2 separate regions of the Triticum aestivum genome follow, and region 1 is linked to region 2. The links are chromatin contacts, called in public Hi-C maps. All regions are on one chromosome and are shown on one strand. The core of a region is the stretch at or near the end of the contact, and the rest is flanking DNA. Distances in the headings are between cores, read along the strand shown.

Evidence for each region. Hi-C and Micro-C count contacts between places; a contact is called where the count stands out from the background.
Region 1: a contact with region 2 is called in a Hi-C map of leaf, with 7 times the contacts expected there. The contact joins the promoter of LOC123110451 here to the promoter of LOC123115698 in region 2. A contact is called at or near these places in 3 of 5 Hi-C or Micro-C datasets (all in leaf).

The regions. Positions count from the first base shown.
Region 1 is chr5B:68,545,980-68,549,206 of IWGSC CS RefSeq v2.1, reverse strand. LOC123110451 (L-galactose dehydrogenase) reads left to right here and starts at 1,739. Exons shown (of 5, transcript XM_044530966.1): 1 at 1,739-2,021; 2 at 2,097-2,325; 3 at 2,427-2,726. The coding sequence starts at 1,861.
Region 2 is chr5B:68,339,951-68,343,410 of IWGSC CS RefSeq v2.1, reverse strand. It overlaps LOC123115698 (zealexin A1 synthase), which reads left to right and starts at 1,650. Exons shown (of 2, transcript XM_044536804.1): 1 at 1,650-2,643; 2 at 2,818-3,460. The coding sequence starts at 1,744. The coding sequence ends at 3,456.

The sequences.
Region 1 (3,227 bases), core at 490-2,989, 210 kb before region 2:
GCGGAGCATCCCTCGATCATCCCCATGGACGTACCTACATCTCCCACGACACCACTTGGACCCATGACAAGAGCTCGAGCAAAGGCTATCGAAGATAAGGTGAACTCGCTCCTTTCTGAACTCCCACTCTCTACTTACGAGACATGGCTACTACCTCATGCGGAGACTCTATGTGTGATCAGGTGCTTGGAGGAAAGCCACGGAACAACTACATTCAATGGACAAGAAGGCGAGGACACCAAGTGTGAATGACAAGAAGAAGAGCTGCCACGGAAGCTATAGGCTCCGGACGACCGGCCCAGCCCGGACATCCGACCCCTGGAGGTTGCTATAGCACATGGAAACCAGGACAATAGAAGCTCCAACGGCCGGATGTCCAATGATTCCCAGGCTCCGGTCGACCGAGCCCCTCCGGACGGCCGACACTTCCCCAACAGAACCAAATTAATGGAAATCCGAGGAAGACCGGACGACCGTGCAGTCGACCACAGAAGCCAAATTACGGACGTCCGAAGACCTACGGACGACCGGGCCGTCCCGAGCCACTAGACGTTCGCCCCCTGGCCGCGCCCAGTTGCGGGCCGATGCCCATGTACCCCTTCACTTCGCCCCTCATTTGCAATATGACTATAAATAGACCTCTCCCACCTCCTAGCTAGGGTTAGCGTTGATTTAGCTCATTTGTGAGATAGAGTCTCGCTCATCCATTCGGATCTACTCCTCGTGAGGGACCGACACCTCTTCGGAGAAGATCCACCTGGATTCAAGAACTCCATTCGGAGAAGACCATCAAGACCTCCTCACGTAGAAGAACCGGTTACCCTTTGTATCGTCTCTTGTTGGATTTGGATCTTGTATTACCTCGTGCCTCGATGATCTAGCACATGTGTTACTTTGTTCTTGTTGATTGAGTGATTTCTCGTGTTTTTTCTCTCGTTCCCCTCCTCGTGTTCTTCGTGTTCCTCGTAGGGATCCGCTCCAAACGTGAAAGATCGGCCTCTAAGGTTCTATCCTACATCACATATCCTGCCACGGCCTTCTCCGTAGCCATTCCTACCTTACTCGAAGTGTCAGTGCTTGCAACTGCAGGTTTTTAACGCCTGACCCTCCGAGCAAACAGGTCTGCAGATTGTATCCCAGGACACTTCCCTCCATTACTTTCTCCTCCGCTGTCCAGAAGAATGGTATTCAACCTGCTGAACCGAGCCAAAATCAATGCAACCAAACACGCTGTAAAGTCGCTGTTCGGCTTAAAAGAAAAAAACTATAGCGCGTGGAGGCCGCCTCTATAGCTGGCCAAATGGGCCGGTTTTTTCGAGCCGGCCCGTGAGCACGCCGGCACGGCCCGCCTTGGGCCAGGCACGACACGGGCTAAACGGGCCGGGCCAGGCACGCGGCACGCCCTGGGCCGTGCCTGGGCCTGGAGGCTAGGCACGCGGGCCGACACGACACGGCCCGATTAAGTTTTCTTTATTTTTTATACATCTATATATGGCCCAATATGTAAAAATAGGCTAAAAATGCTCGGTGCGTCAAATAATAGGCTGAAAATATGCGGCCCACCGTGCTAAACGGGCCAACGTGCCGGCCCGTTTACTAACTAGGCCGTGCCTGGGCCTGGGGGCGCAGCACGCGGGCCAGCACGGCAGGCCCGTATAGTAATCGTGCCCTGGCGGGCCGTGCCGGGCCAGGCACGGTTATAATGGGCCGGCCCGTTTGGCCAGGTATGGCCGCCTCACCATCTCTCCCGCAAATTCCCCGCCGAGACAAGACAAGGACACGACGAGCTGGACCATCAGCCAGGCAGGCAAGGCAACGACCACCCACCTCCGCTCGGCGCAACCAACACCAACCCGAGCAATGGAGCTCCGCACCCTCGGCGGCACGGGCCTCCGCGTCAGCCCCGTCGGCTTCGGCGCCTCCCCGCTCGGCAACGTCTTCGGCGACGTCCCCCGCGACGTCGCCCGCGCCACCGTCCGCCGCGCCCTCGACCTCGGCATCAACTTCTTCGACACATCCCCGTAACGCCCGCCCCGCCACTCTCTCCCCTTCCTTCGCCCCCGCCTCCCGCGGGCCTGAGCCGCTGTTCTTCGCAGGTACTACGGCGGCACGGTGTCGGAGTCGGTGCTCGGGGACTGCCTCCGCTTCGCGGGCGTCCCGCGCGACAGCTTCGTGGTCGCCACCAAGTGCGGCCGCTACAAGGAAGGCTTCGACTTCAGCGCCGCCCGTGTCACGCGCAGCATCGACGAGAGCCTCGCGCGCCTGGGACTCGACTACGTCGACATCCTTCACTGCCATGACATCGAGTTCACTAACCTGGACCAGGTCGGTCTCGCCGCCCACCACCTGTTCGACGAATTCCCTCTACCACCTCTAACCCATGATTGATCCTGTAACACCATGTATTGCTGTTTGGATGTTTGCAGATTGTGAACGAGACGATTCCTGCGCTGCAAAAGATCAAGGAGAGTGGGAAGGCGCGGTTCATTGGAATTACTGGATTGCCGTTGAGCATCTTCACCTACGTGCTTGACCGGGTGCCTCCCGGCTCCGTAGATTTGGTTCTGTCGTACTGCCACTACGGAATCAATGATACCGCACTGGTGGATTTGCTACCGTACTTGAAGAGCAAAGGTGTTGGGGTGATCAGCGCTTCACCCCTTGCTATGGGGCTTCTCACGGATAACGGTCCACCTGAGTGGCACCCTGCACCAGAAGAACTCAAGGTATTGCTGTAATACGATTTGTGTTCGTTTTCATCCGACTATTTGCAGGACAAGCTATTTCTTCACAAATCACCTATTGTAGGTAGAATAACCAGATATAAGATACTGGTACCATCCTATTTTTAGAAGAAAACGACTAACGCATAACACATTGGGAATCTTTTGTTTTTGTCACTCTACCTTTTGCCAATTTTCCTTATGCCACTCTAGAGTTTGACATTTCACTTTTGCCACTCGTAGCCTTTGATAATGTATCACAATTGCCATTCCGTGGTGAAAGCAAAATAATTTTATTTCACTTTTGCCACTCATAGCTTTTGACAATGCATCACAATTGCCACTCTGGAACTTTTGCTTTTGCCACGGAATGGTAGTTGTGATGATTGTCAAAAACTAAGAGTGGCAAAAGTGAAATGTCAAAAGCTAGAGTGGCATAATGAAGATGAGGAAAAGCTAGAGTGGCAAAAATAAAATTTCACCTAACACATTATGGCGTGCTGG
Region 2 (3,460 bases), core at 401-2,900:
ATGACTATGAGGATGATGATCGTATGACTTGTTATTAATAACGAGTAGAAGTTGTATGATGATGCATGATTAGCAGGACTTGTTATTATATATGATGATGCATGATGCGAGCATGAAGAGTTATTATATATCAGCGGGTGAAATGAACATAGCAGTAGCGTTGGTAAACCAAGCACGAAGATATAAGAGAGGACACTTCTCTCTATTAGCTAGCTAATAACAACCTAAATTAACCCCCAAAACCCCTAAACCAGCCCCTTTCAAAAAAAACTCAGCTCCAGCCAGCTGCTGACGCGTGGATGCTTTTTGGTCCCGGTTTATGTCACCAACCGGGACCAAAGGCCCCCTGTCTGGGCTGGCCGCAGCGGCCACGTGGAGGCCCATCTGTCCCGGTTCGTGTAAGAACCGGGACTAAAGGCCAAGGGCATTAGTACCGACCTTTTAGTCCCGGTTCTTAAACCAGGACAAAAGGCCCTTACGAACCGGGACAAATGGCCATTTTTCTACTAGTGTGCCTCCCTAGAGAACATCGCCAGCCGCCCCGTGAGTGGCATGGGCGTCAAAGACATGGTATAGAATTCCTTCCCCTTGTCCATATGTGCGTTTGATGCTTTCATCTTTATTTCCTATCAATGTATATTGTTGATTTCATCTTCTTGTGGAGGCATTTCAATCTTTGGAGACCTTCAGGACCCAACATGAGGACAAGCCATTAACCTTGACCCATTGTTGGACGATGATTTGTGAGTGTACAAAGTTTAAGGAGCAATATGCCGCACAAAAGAAAGGTGGGGAGCTAGCGGCGGTCATTGAGCCAAGTGATGGCGAGAAGCGACCGAGGGGGAGGGGAGGACCAACTTCAAGTTGGATGACAAGCGTGATGCTTCGATACTCGCATTGCAAGAAACTTTGAAGGGGGTTCATGACCCAAAAGGAAGTGAGGGAGGAGAGGAAGCGCCAAGAGAAAGAGAAGCAAATGAAGACCTTCTTTGACATACAAAGAAGAAGCTCGAGATCGAGAAAAGTTATGCCCACAAAAGCAAAGGAGGTGAAGCTCACACGGATCTCGAAGAAAATGAAGATCATGACGGCCGACTTGAGCAAGGTGTCCCAAGGAAAAGGGTTTGGTCTGAGAAGAAGCAAAAGGAGATGCTCGACATAGATGAATGGGCTATGGCCAAGACGTGATCATTTTGTATGTCGACACATGAACTACAGCCGAGATGCATGGACTATCACTGAGAGAGGTGATTTTGTGAGTGCGGGCACGTATGCCAGCCGTTGGCAAGTCTGCCAGGATGAAATATGGTCGAGAAGGCTAATTTTTGTGTGTTAGCATGTATGTCGGCCAATGGCACTTATGCTGCCTTAAACTACGGAAGCTGGCCATGAATTCTATATTTATTTACGGAAAATATGTTTATTTAACAAAATTGACCATACGGATCAAATAGATCGGCCGGTTGGACACATCGACCTGATTTGAATGGACAAGGCGCCATGTCACTAGCTGGTCCAAACAGGCAAAAAAACAAACAATTTCCACGTTCATTTGCGTCGGTCGGTTCGAGCTGGCCTTAATAATGTGAACACGCCGCTATAGGCACAGGTTTTCGGCGGGACGATAAGCAGCTACCCGTAGGACGGCTTCGAGATCTCTTCACTCTAGTGGCGTATACTTTTTATATCTATGTGCAAGTTGGGCCTTCATCAGCTGCAGCTCACTCAGGCTCCTCGAGCAAAATGATGGACTTCGCGGCGCTCTCGCCGCTACTCTTCCTCTTCTTCGTTCTGCTCATCCTCAAACTGGTCATCGACCGCTACGCATCGCCAACCCGCGGGCAACGGCTGCCACCCGGCCCATGGCAGCTGCCGCTCATCGGCAGCCTGCACCACCTCCTGCTGTCGCGCTCCGGGGGCCTGCCCCACCGGGCCATGCGCGACCTCTCCCGCGCCCACGGCCCGCTCATGCTCCTCCGCCTCGGCGCCGTGCCCACGCTCGTCGTCTCCTCCGCCGAGGCCGCCAGGGAGGTCATGAAGACCCACGACGCCGCCTTCGCCAGCCGCCACCTCAGCGCCACGCTCGACATCATCAGCTGCGGCGGCAAGGGCATCCTCTTCTCCCACTACAACGACCGCTGGCGCGAGCTCCGCAGGATCTGCGTACACGAGCTCTTCAGCCAGCGCCGCGTGCTCTCTTTCCGCCCTGCGCGGGAGGACGAGGTCGCTCGCCTCGTGCGCGCAGTGTCCGACGGGTGCCGCGGCGGCCAAGCCGTCAACCTCAGCGAGAAGATGTGCCGGATGACCAACGACTCCGTGGTGCGCGCGGCCATCGGCGGGAGGTGCCACCACCGCGACGAGTTCTTGCACGAGCTAGACGAGGCCGTGCGGCTCACCGGCGGGATCAATCTCGCTGACCTGTACCCGTCGTCGCGGCTCGTGCGCCGGTTCAGCGTCGCCGCGCGGGACATGGTCAGGTGCCAGAGGAACATCTACCGCATCGTGGAGAGCATCATAAAAGAACGCGCCGGCGCGCAGGTGCCGGAGAGAGACGAGGACCTGCTCGGCGTCCTCCTCAGGCTGAAGAAGGACGGCGGCCTGCAGTTTGAACTCACCACCGAGATCATCAGCACCGTCATCTTCGTAAGATCCTCCCAGACACCCTTTACAGTACGGCTTTGAAAATTCTCAGTTGATCAGTGTCAATTTGATTTTACACCTATCAGTGCATACTATTTTCATTTAGTTTCTTGGCAGCCAAATATGTGCCTTGTACGGTTGTACATATAGCGTGGAGTGGTAACTGGCTGACTGCAGGACATCTTTTCTGCTGGGAGCGAGACATCGTCGACGACGCTCGAATGGGCCATGTCGGAGCTTATGAGAAACCCACGAGTTCTCCACAAGGTGCAGTCGGAGGTGAGAGAGGCCTTCAAGGGGCAAGACAAGCTGACCGAGGACGACATCGTCAAGGTGAGGCTGGGCTACCTCCACCTGGTGATCAAGGAGGCCCTGAGGCTGCACCCGCCGGCGGCGCTCCTGCTCCCACGCGAGTGCCGCGAGACGTGCCGGGTGATGGGCTACGACGTGCCCAAGGGCACCAAGGTGTTCGTCAACGTGTGGGCGATGGGGAGGGACGACAGGTACTGGGGCGACGCCGAGGCATTCAGGCCGGAGAGGTTCGAGAACAGCACCGTGGATTTCAAGGGCGCCGACTTCGAGTTCCTCCCCTTCGGAGCCGGCCGGAGGATGTGCCCCGGCATGTCGCTCGGGATGGCCAACATGGAGCTGGCGCTCGCTAGCCTCCTTTTCCACTTCGACTGGGAGCTGCCCTGTGGCGTCGGGGCCGAAGACATGGACATGACGGAGACCTTCGGTATCACGGTGAGAAGGAAGTCCAAGCTCTGGGTGCACGCAAAACCCCACGTTCCATGTACTCCCTCGGATCGGAGGTAGTAGC